Linked DNA regions of Mus musculus: region 1 is linked to region 2. A link is a contact called in public Hi-C data. All regions are on one chromosome and are shown on one strand. Each heading gives the region's core, a stretch centred on a gene start, on an enhancer-like site or on the middle of the called end of the contact. The rest is flanking DNA. Distances are from core to core; before and after follow the strand shown. Region 1 overlaps Sfswap (splicing factor SWAP). Region 2 has its middle 77 kb from the start of Gm34145.

Region 1 (4,843 bases), core at 649-3,148, 150 kb after region 2:
GCATGCCCTTTGTGTCAGTGTATAAATTGTACATCTGTCCAAATGAAATGTATATGGCCAGCAAGATGGCTTATTGAGTTAAAGGTGCTTGCTTGCCACCAAGCCTGACAACCTGAGTTCAATTCCCAGGACCAATATAGTAGAATGAGAGAACTATCTCCCACAGGTTGTCCTTTGACCTCAGTGCACACCAATAACATGCATGCATGCATAAAGAGAATAAAAATAATACTAAAAATATACAACTCTGCCCTGCCCAAAGTTGTGCCTACCACAGGATTTTCCTTCAGGGTTGTCCCAGAAAGGTGCTGTAATACTACAGTTAGCTATCCTCTTCTGGGGAATGGACTCTACATAGGGTAGCACTATTCATAAATCAGGCCTCACTTTTGTTCTCTTTAGTCGTCCAGTCACAGAACATGCCTCCTGACGCAGTGAGTTCATGGAGACAGAAGGCATTGTTGGAGTAGTTGGAACCATAGGCATTTGGGTAACTTCATCTATGACCTACTTGGGCTCAGTTACATAAATATTATCACTTCCGATTGATGTCGCTTTGCTGCTTTGCATGTCCAACTTTATGGCTTAGTAGGTAATGCCTAGCCTATGATGGGCAATTCAAGTCATGTGGTAATAGCCCATTGTCAGATTCTCAGGTTTCCACTAAGTCCCCATAGCAGGCCAAGAGCTCTCTCTCAAAATCATTGTCTGTGGGTGAGAGCAAGGCCTTGTTCCAAAGTTCCAAAGGCCTCCACTGTGATTCCCCTGTGCGGTCCTCAAAGGACCCAACCATTACCCCATGTAGCACTGACAACGCAGCAGTGCCATCAGGTTTGCTAGACCATGTGTTCCAAGTGGCACAGCAGCTGGATTGTTTCAGGGATTGTTGCTGTTATTTTGGACCCATTCCTGGTACCACAGTCTGTATTAGGCATGGTTCTCTTGACAAAAGAATAGAGTGTGTATGTTACAAGATGATTCACAGGACTGGCACAGACTGGTCTGGGTAGTGTCATAATAGCCATCTACCCACTGAAGGCTGAGAACCAAATATAGGTGCACAGTTCATAAGGCTGCTGGAGTCCCCACTGAAAGCCTAGGGGAGTACTGGGGAGTCATTGGTCTTCTCCCCCTGGGGCAAGGCCGAAGAGGCTGAGTCAGATGATGGATGGCAGCAGTAATAGGAGAACTGGGTGCACTTACAAGCAAAAAGCAGAGGTGGACCGGGCAGCAGTGCCTCTTCTTTTGGACCGCCTCTTCCTGTTTGATTTGCTGCAGAAAGGTGCCACCTACTCTGAGGGAGGGTCCTCTCCCCTCAGTTAATCCTTCCTGAAAATACCCTTACAGGCCTACCAGTCAAGATGAATCATCTTAAGTTCTAATAATGCCATCTTTCGAAGCCTGGGTGGCTGCTGCTGAAGCCAAAGACAGAAGCTGGTCCATCCGTCACTGTACACCTGTGTGTTAGCTGCTGGCAGCTGTTTTCCCAGTCTGCTACTCTAGTCTGGGGCTGTGTTGTCAGCCTCCAGCCTTAGGCTTTCCTGTGGCTTCTCCATCGCCCGACTGTACTAGCTCCTGTGTTTGTCTCTTTGGGGTTCTCATTTGTTTGCTGGGGCACATCCTTGTTACAACTTGTTACAAGAGACTATGCTGGAAGATACATTTTTTTATTTCAACCCTTAGATAGATAGTGGGAAGGACCTAGTATGATGTAGATGTGTTTTTCCCTCCAGTCTGGAGTGCTCTGTGCTATAACTTCCCAGCCCTTGCCCTCGGCTGATACTGCCTGTTCTCTCCTGTACAACTGGAGCATTCATGGAACAGTGTGTCCATGCCAGTGCTATGTCAGGAATGCTTGCACAGCCTTTCCATTTGGCACTGGCATGCTAGAGAACAAAACAGATGGGAAACAGGGAAGAGGCAGCAGGCTCTGCATCTGCAGTTTTGCTTTCCGTGGGATCCAGTCTGAGGATGTTCAATGGAAAATTCCAGAAATAAAGCAACTCAAAATTTTAAAATTGTGCACTGCTATAATGAGTTATATGATAAGATCTTGAACAGTCACAGACCTTCCCACCGGGACCGGAATTGTCCCCTTCGTCCAGCTGACCCAGCCTGTAGGCTAGTCTCCCTTCCACTAGTCACTTAGGAATTGTCCTCATGTGTTGTGGCTAGGGGTTTACATTCAAAAGACCCTTTTAAAGTCATCTGCCACTGCTATATCCTTGTGCCCAGGCCACCTAGTACCATCACAAATACACTGTTTCATCTTAAATTATACCAAGACGGGTGTGCACAGCACAGCAGGATGTTGGGTGAATAGCCTGCTCGCCTAACTTCTATTACTGTAGTAGTTTAACTCCATTAATCATTTCTGTGGTCACTCTTCCTGTGACTGCTTTGCAAGTTAAGCCTTTATGAGTATTTGTGTGTAATAAATAGCCATGCAGGGCTCAGTGCTGTTTACAATGGCAGATGTTCCCACAGCACAGTGGCTATACAGGGGTTTCCAACCAAGAATCCTAGGAAGGGATTGACCAAAGACTTAGAGAAAGCTGGCATGAGCTGGGATGATTCTCACAGAGGCCCCAGAAGAGGAGGAAGAAGGAGCTTGTGGGAACACCTCCCAGACAGAAGCTTGCTGAGCCAAGAGGCCCAGGAAATCTGACTGGAGGCATGACATTTCCTAGACCAGAGCTGTAGGACAGAAAGGGTGTAGATGAAAGCCCAATGCAGTTCTGGACACAGTTGGTTTGGAACATGAGTGACCTCTCCAGTTAAGAGTGCCGAGTGAAGAGTTCTTAGATGTAGCCCAGGACTGGAGACGGGAATAGAATGCAAGCCTTTAGCCTTGGGAAAGGCTGAGGGGTGCCTGTCAGCCAGCTAGAGGTGGGAAGGAGGTGGAAGGACATGGCATGAATGGTACAGGAGGGACTGAGGGCGTTGCCTGAATGGTACATAGCCTCAGAGCAGAGTCAGTGGCCCTGCATCTTCCTTCAGGGTGCAGCACCAGGGACGGCCAGGAAGGTGGCTCACTGCTGACTCTCAGAAGCTCTCAGCTTGTGACCTGTGAGTTTTTTAAACATGTCTCCTTTAATGTCGTAGTTGTGTCTTAGGAAAGTTTCAGGATCCTCAGCACATACCTGCTCAAGAGCTGAAGGCTCTGGAAGATGATTAGATAGGGCTGGAGTGTAGCTCTGTTGGTGGAGTAGCTGCCTAGCAAGCATAGGGCCCTGGGTGGTTAGGCAGATGGCACCAGCCTTGCTCTGGGTTATTGCACATGTAAGCTTGTGAATAGCTGGAAAAGTGCTTCCAGGTGTGCCTCCACGCTAGCAGCTCACCCTTCCTTCCATGTTACTGCCTAGATGGCCTGGGAACCTGGGGCACTTTCTCTGTTGCCTCGTTTGGTGTGGATTTTTGCAGTACTCAAAGAAATACATTTATTAGCATACTATCACCTATTTTCACTCACTTAAAAACCCAGACCTGGTCAGTCATGGTGCTTTGTTCCTGTACTCCTGTCTCCTCAGTAAACTGAGGAAGGGTGCTCACTAGAGACCAAAGTTTAGAGGCCATTCTGGGAACAGAGCAAGGCCCCATGTCGAGATGGAGAAATAAGCAGTACCCTTGGGAAGTTCTGTGTATCATTTGAAGGTAGCAAGGCCTCTGGCTTGTCCTGAGGATGGCAGCCTAGCATCAAAGATCACAGGCAGCCCTGAACCAGGTACCTGCATTGCAGGGCTATACTACCCAGATCTTCTGTAGTAGGTGCCACTTTTTAAAAGTTTGCTGTTGTTTGTTGTTGTTGTGGGTTTCTTTTATATACATGAGTGTTTATCTGCGTGTATGTGTGCAGTGCCTATGGAGGCCAGAAGAGGGAGTTGGATCCCCTAGAACTGGAGTTATATATGGTTATAAGCCAGCCAGTGTGGGTGCTAGGAACCAAACTTGGAACCTCTGTGAGAGCAATATGTACTCTCATCCACGGAGCTGACTCTCTAGCAACTCCCTCTTTTTCTTGTAATAGCATCTTATTTAGCCACATGACTTGCAGTATTCTAAGTGTGACTTTTTGGATAATGTTGTGAACTGTGTTTGAATAGACAGCCCAGTAGTATTAAGTACATCTACATTGTTACTTGACTGATCTCTGGCGCCTCTTTCATCTTGCAAAATTGAAGCCATCTTCAAGTTTTTGCAAAGATATTATAAAAATACTTAAGTTTTATGAAAGATTTCTACCATAAAGCTTTAAAGTAAGATTATAAAATGTCAAATAGTATATTTATAGTTTATATTATAAAATCAGAAAGCCTGTGAGTGTGGGGCATTTTCATGTATATGATTTTGTGTGTGTGAGAGACAGACAGACAGACAGACAGACAGATCCACTTTTCTTCTTGGTGTGTGATGTTAGAACTAATAAGTGCTTGGGAACTTGTGCCTTGGGCTCAGCTGATGATAAGGCTATAGATGCTTGTGCTATAGACTCCACTGCCACAGAGTGTGTACCCATGGAGACTCTTAGCCGGGACTGGGCTAGTGTGAACTGTAGTCACTGTGCAGTATTTCAGTGCTGGGTTATGAAGAACAGAACAGCTAAGCTATACTCACTGAGTGCATCAGGAGCTGACAAGAACTTGCCACTGGTTCTGCGATGTGCCGCTTTGGGGGCAGTATCAGGCCTACAGCAGGGAATTACCACGGGTGTACATGCCAGAGGCAGAAGCCAAGGGACAGGATGAGCTAATAGGAATCCTGTCTCTCAGGCCATTTTGGGGCCTTGTCCACAGCTTAGGTGCTCCTGGCAGGAAAGGGCAGGTCCAGCTTCCTCCCGGACACT
Region 2 (4,876 bases), core at 1,216-3,715:
CTCTGAACCTGTAAGCCAGCCCCAATTAAATGTTGTTCTTATAAGAGTTGCCTTGGTCATGGTGATCGTTCACATCAGAGAAACCCTAACAAGACACCCCCAGGAGAAAATTCTTGCAACAACGTGGATTCCAGATGTCGCCATGACTGTACTCTGTGGGATATGCTTGAGTGCTAAGCCATCCCTTATAACCATTCAGCCAGCTCAAGCTTTCCCTCAGCTCTCCCGCTGTGCCACCTGATGCTCTCTGAGGGGCGTGGAAAGCTGAAAAGAGGGTTCGTGTGAATTAAAATTGCATTAAGGCTCTCAGAAGACATCAAAGTCAATTTTGGTTTTCAAGAAGAAAGTGCATGTCTTAGAGATGCATCGCAGTTCTCAGCATTAAAAGCAGCCCGGCCCCCTCCAGGGCCGTCTCTATCGCTCACTTCCTGTGTGTAGTCTGTGCAGTGACACCTGCCTTCGTTTTAATTGCAAGCTTATAGCACACAAACATAGTTGGGAGGAAAAAGGATTCAGGCTCCCTTGGAGGGTAGCTATGTGCTCATGACAGCTCATTTGCTGTTTCATGGTGTGTTCAAAGTGGCCTGCATGCCCAGAAAAGTCTTATTGGAGTTTGTCGCCATTTACAAGTGTTAAGTGTACCCAGCTTCCAGGACTCCACACTAGTCAGCTATCAGAATATGGATTACCTGAGTCCTTAATGGCTGTAGGGTGAAAGGTGTCTCTACACACGGCACTTCAGCCCTAGGAACAGTCAGTAATGACTGCCTGTCTTGGACCAGCCATTCTGCCCACCTCTGGAAGTCAGCTACAGTCTCTGGCACCTTTTTCCCTGGTTAAAAAAAAAAAAAAAAAGTGGCCCCTGGGTGGCCAGACAGCTGAACTTCACCTTGGATGTAGTCCAGTGGGTGGTGCACACCTTTAATCCCAGCTCTTGGGAGGCAGAGGCAGGCAGATCTCTGAGTTCAAAGGGCAGCCTGGGTCTACAGAGTGAGTTCCAGGACAGCCAAGGCTACACAGAGAAACCCTGTCTGTACTCTTTTTTTTTTTTTATTATTCTTGCCTATTCTTTTTTTTTTTTTAAGATTTATTTATTTATTATATGTAAGTACACTGTAGCTGTCTTCAGACACTCCAGAAGAGGGCGTCAGATCTTGCTACAGATGGTTGTGAGCCACCATGTGGTTGCTGGGATTTGAACTCCGGACCTTTGGAAGAGCAGTCGGGTGCTCTTACCCACTGAGCCATCTCACCAGCCCTGTCTGTACTCTTAAAAGTAAACCTTAAAAAGAAAAAAAGATAGAAAGGAAAGAAAAAAGGAAGGAAGAAGAAAGAAAAAGAAAATTCAAGTTGGACAAAACAGACTCATCTGTCAAGTTCACAACATAAAGAAAGCGTGCCCTAAAGACAGGGCTTTGGGGCTAGAGATGTCTCAGCAGTTAGGAGCTCTGGCTGTTCATGGGGAGGACCGGGGTTTGATACCTAGCAACCATGTGGCCCTTCACAACAGCCTGTAACCCCAGGTCCAGGGGCTCCGACATCTTCTGGCCTCTGCAAGCACCAGGGAAATCATGTAGAGCATAGACTTACATACAGATGAAACACAATTAATTAATTAATTAGTAATTAAGTCATATCACTGAATGATATGACTCATCAACAATGAGTTGTCATGGAGATGATTATCGCCATTTGAAGAGTAGCAAGCATTAGGCACACCCAGAGCTGTCACCTAATGTCCCTGCACCCAACCATGCTTAGGGGTTCTTGCTGACTGACTGACTGACTGACAGAAATGTGGTGGTTTTTCCTCCCTCGGGTGTTATATAGATTCAGTCCCCCCCCCCCTTTTTTTGGTTAAAGTCTAGTTTTTTCTACAGCAAATATAAAGACAAATTTTCTTTTACATAAATATATTTTGCAGTAAGAAGTTATTTTCAAAAAAAAAAAACCAACAGATACCTTTGAAATGACTGAAGCTGCATACTGGGGAAATATAGACAGATCAGGAAAAAAAAATCAGAACCAGATATCTAAAGTTAGGCCTGAGTAGAGCCATGGCTCTTAAACACTGGAAGCTAATTAAAGAAACAAATCTTACAGGTTTGTGGCTGCTTTTTTAATTAAAAAAAAAAAGCCAGGTGTAAGTCAGGCCATGGTGGTGCACATCTTTCATCCCAGCACTTGGGAGGCAGAGGCAGGCAGATCTCTGAGTTCGAGGCCAGCCTGGTCTACAGAGCGAGTTCCAGAACAGCCAGAGCTACACAGAGAGACCCAGTCTAAGGGGAAAAAATGTGTAACCGAAGGCCACCAGGTCTCTGCATGACAGTTGTTGACTGGGGACTCCACGGAGATCACTCTCGCCCACAAGTTGCCTGCACTTCCGGGCCACTGTTGCAGTGTGCGGTAGCCTGGGCTGAGTCAGAAGATGCCGCCCAGGAGAGAGCTGAGCAGCATCTGTAATCCATACACGCAGCCAAGTCTCCTCCTGACGCCTCCAGTTTCCATAGATGTTAGCTAAGCTTCGGGAGAAATAGATAGCATCATCTCAAGGCAGATGTCCCCCTCTGCCAGCACCTCCTGCTATCCAGCTGTCCATCTCATTAGGTAGATGTTCCCTGGGAAGAAGCTCTCAGGCAGCCAGGGATGGTCCATAGCTCAACTGTCCCTGGAGGCTGAAGAGTGTGCAGTAGCTTCACCCAGAACACCATCTGCCAAAGTCCCTGTCTTAGTTAGGGTTTTACTGCTGTGAACGGACACCATGACCAAGGCAACTCTTAAAAAGGACAACATTTAATTGGGGCTGGCTTACAGGTTCAGAGGTTCAGTCCTTTATCATCAAGGTGGAAACATGACACCATCCAGGCAGGCATGGTGCAGGAGGAGCTGAGAGTTTTATATCTTCATCTGAAGCTGCTAGCAGAATCCTTCCAGGCAGGCAGGATGAGGGTCTTAAAGCCCACACCCACAAGGCCACACCTCCCAACAGTGCCACTCCCTGGGCCATGCATATACAAACCATCATAGTCCCTGACTTTTCCTGTGCTTCCTTCTGTGTCAGTGGCCTTGATGGCAGGGGCTGGATGGATATCCTCACTAGGAACATCTGGCTGGGCTCAAGGCAGGGGAACTCTGAGCCCTGCTGCCCAGTGATCAGGGCTCTGCACCATGGCATCCCTACCCTACATCCTTCAGAACGGCAGAGGTCCAGATCAATATCTGCCACTAGGCAGAACCAGTGCCATGGGGTCTTTGGGAATGCTATAAGTTTAAGGTTCCAGCCTGGTCTGTCCTGTTTCTAGTGTGCCCTCTGTGTTTAACTTCCCCCAGAGTTCCCCCAGGGCTGTTGAAGCCCCAGCCTTTATATCAACATTCCACCAGTATGGGACAGAAAAGCCACCATCCCACCTGGCCTGCCCCCGTCTCCTCCCAGTTTAGGCACCAGCCACAGCAGCTGTGGCCTATACCCTGGCAAAGGCCAAGTCAATCTCCTGACAAGGGCCAGATGACAAGAAAGACTCTGTGGACCCCAGACCCCAGCTCATGAGGAAGGGGCCTGGCCAGTGTCTGTCTAAAGTACACAGGGAGAGAGAAAACAATGGCCGTTCCATTAGGATTGTCATGGGGATCCATGGGAGACCCATGAAAGCAGGCAGAGAGAGAGAGAGAGAGAGAGAGAGAGAGAGAGAGAGAGAGAGAGAGAGAGAGAGCGAGCCGCAGGGCCCTAGTGTGGCTGCGTCCATAGCCGCCAACAGGCTAGGAGCCGCCTAGCCAATTACTACAGAGCTGCTGAGCTGCCAGCAGGGGGCACTGAGAGTCCAACTCCCTGGAGAGACTCTCTTAGGCCCATTCTTCTCTCCTGATTAAATCTCCTCTAAATGCTGTCATCCCAGGGAGGGAAAAGGGCTCTCCTTATGAGGCTTATGAGGGTATCAGGCACCATTCCCCAGACTCTTCCTATACCCTGGGGCTTTAAGCTTGGCCAGGGAGGATGGATACAAAGTAAGGCCTTGGTCGGCAGTGCGTAGATAAAGAACACACACACACACACACACACACACACACACACGGGGGTGGGGAGGAGAGAGAGAGAGAGAGAGAGAGAGAGAGAGAGAGAGAGAGAGAGAGAGAGCGAGCCGCAGGGCCCTAGTGTGGCTGCGTCCATAGCCGCCAACAGGCTAGGAGCCGCCTAGCCAATTACTACAGAGCTGCTGAGCTGCCAGCAGGGGGCACTGAGAGTCCAACTCCCTGGAGAGACTCTCTTAGGCCCATTCTTCTCTCCTGATTAAATCTCCTCTAAATGCTGTCATCCCAGGGAGGGAAAAGGGCTCTCCTTATGAGGCTTATGAGGGTATCAGGCACCATTCCCCAGACTCTTCCTATACCCTGGGGCTTTAAGCTTGGCCAGGGAGGATGGATACAAAGTAAGGCCTTGGTCGGCAGTGCGTAGATAAAGAACACACACACACACACACACACACACACACACACGGGGGTGGGGAGGAGAGAGAGAGAGAGAGAGAGAGAGAGAGAGAGAGAGAGAGAGAGAGAGAGAAAGGAAAGAGGGGGGGCTTTGGAAAACTGGTTCAGTTTAACGGGTTGGGTTGGGTTGGGTTGGGAGAGAAAGGAGTATTTATGGCCCTGGGGAGGTGGCCAGGATCCCTGGGGCAAGGTTTATGTGGTTGTGTGCAATTGGCCAAGACAGGGGTGTTGGAAGATCTTCCATTTGCATACCCAGAGGTTGGGGGGTGGGTGGGTGGTCATGTGGGGAAACCCTGTGAATTAGGATCAAAGTCTACTTTGACTTTGGGTCATAGCTTCTCTGAGCTTGGCATACAATGGCAGACACCCTTCAGCAGGACTTCCCCTTCTCTGA

Evidence for each region. Hi-C and Micro-C count contacts between places; a contact is called where the count stands out from the background.
Region 1: a contact with region 2 is called in a Hi-C map of cerebral cortex, with 2.5 times the contacts expected there. The contact joins two enhancer-like sites. A contact is called at or near these places in 2 of 484 Hi-C or Micro-C datasets (cerebral cortex and nephron progenitors), 3 of 115 datasets of contacts at active chromatin or transcription factors (embryonic stem cells and neural progenitor cells) and 3 of 9 other capture datasets (adipose tissue, embryonic stem cells and pancreatic islet).

Annotation. Positions count from the first base shown.
Region 1 is chr5:129,532,828-129,537,670 of GRCm38.p6, forward strand. All of the region lies in intron 7 of Sfswap (splicing factor SWAP), which reads left to right. Among named protein-coding and RNA genes, the nearest start is that of Sfswap, 34 kb to the left of the region's middle. Within about 2 kb of position 1,899, at least 69 of the 459 cell types and tissues checked have an H3K27ac peak or open chromatin away from gene starts, as enhancers often do. A contact at or near this core is called in cerebral cortex, where this site is marked.
Region 2 is chr5:129,382,661-129,387,536 of GRCm38.p6, forward strand. No RefSeq gene overlaps it. Among named protein-coding and RNA genes, the nearest start is that of Gm34145, 77 kb to the left of the region's middle. Within about 2 kb of position 2,466, at least 9 of the 459 cell types and tissues checked have an H3K27ac peak or open chromatin away from gene starts, as enhancers often do. A contact at or near this core is called in cerebral cortex, where this site is marked.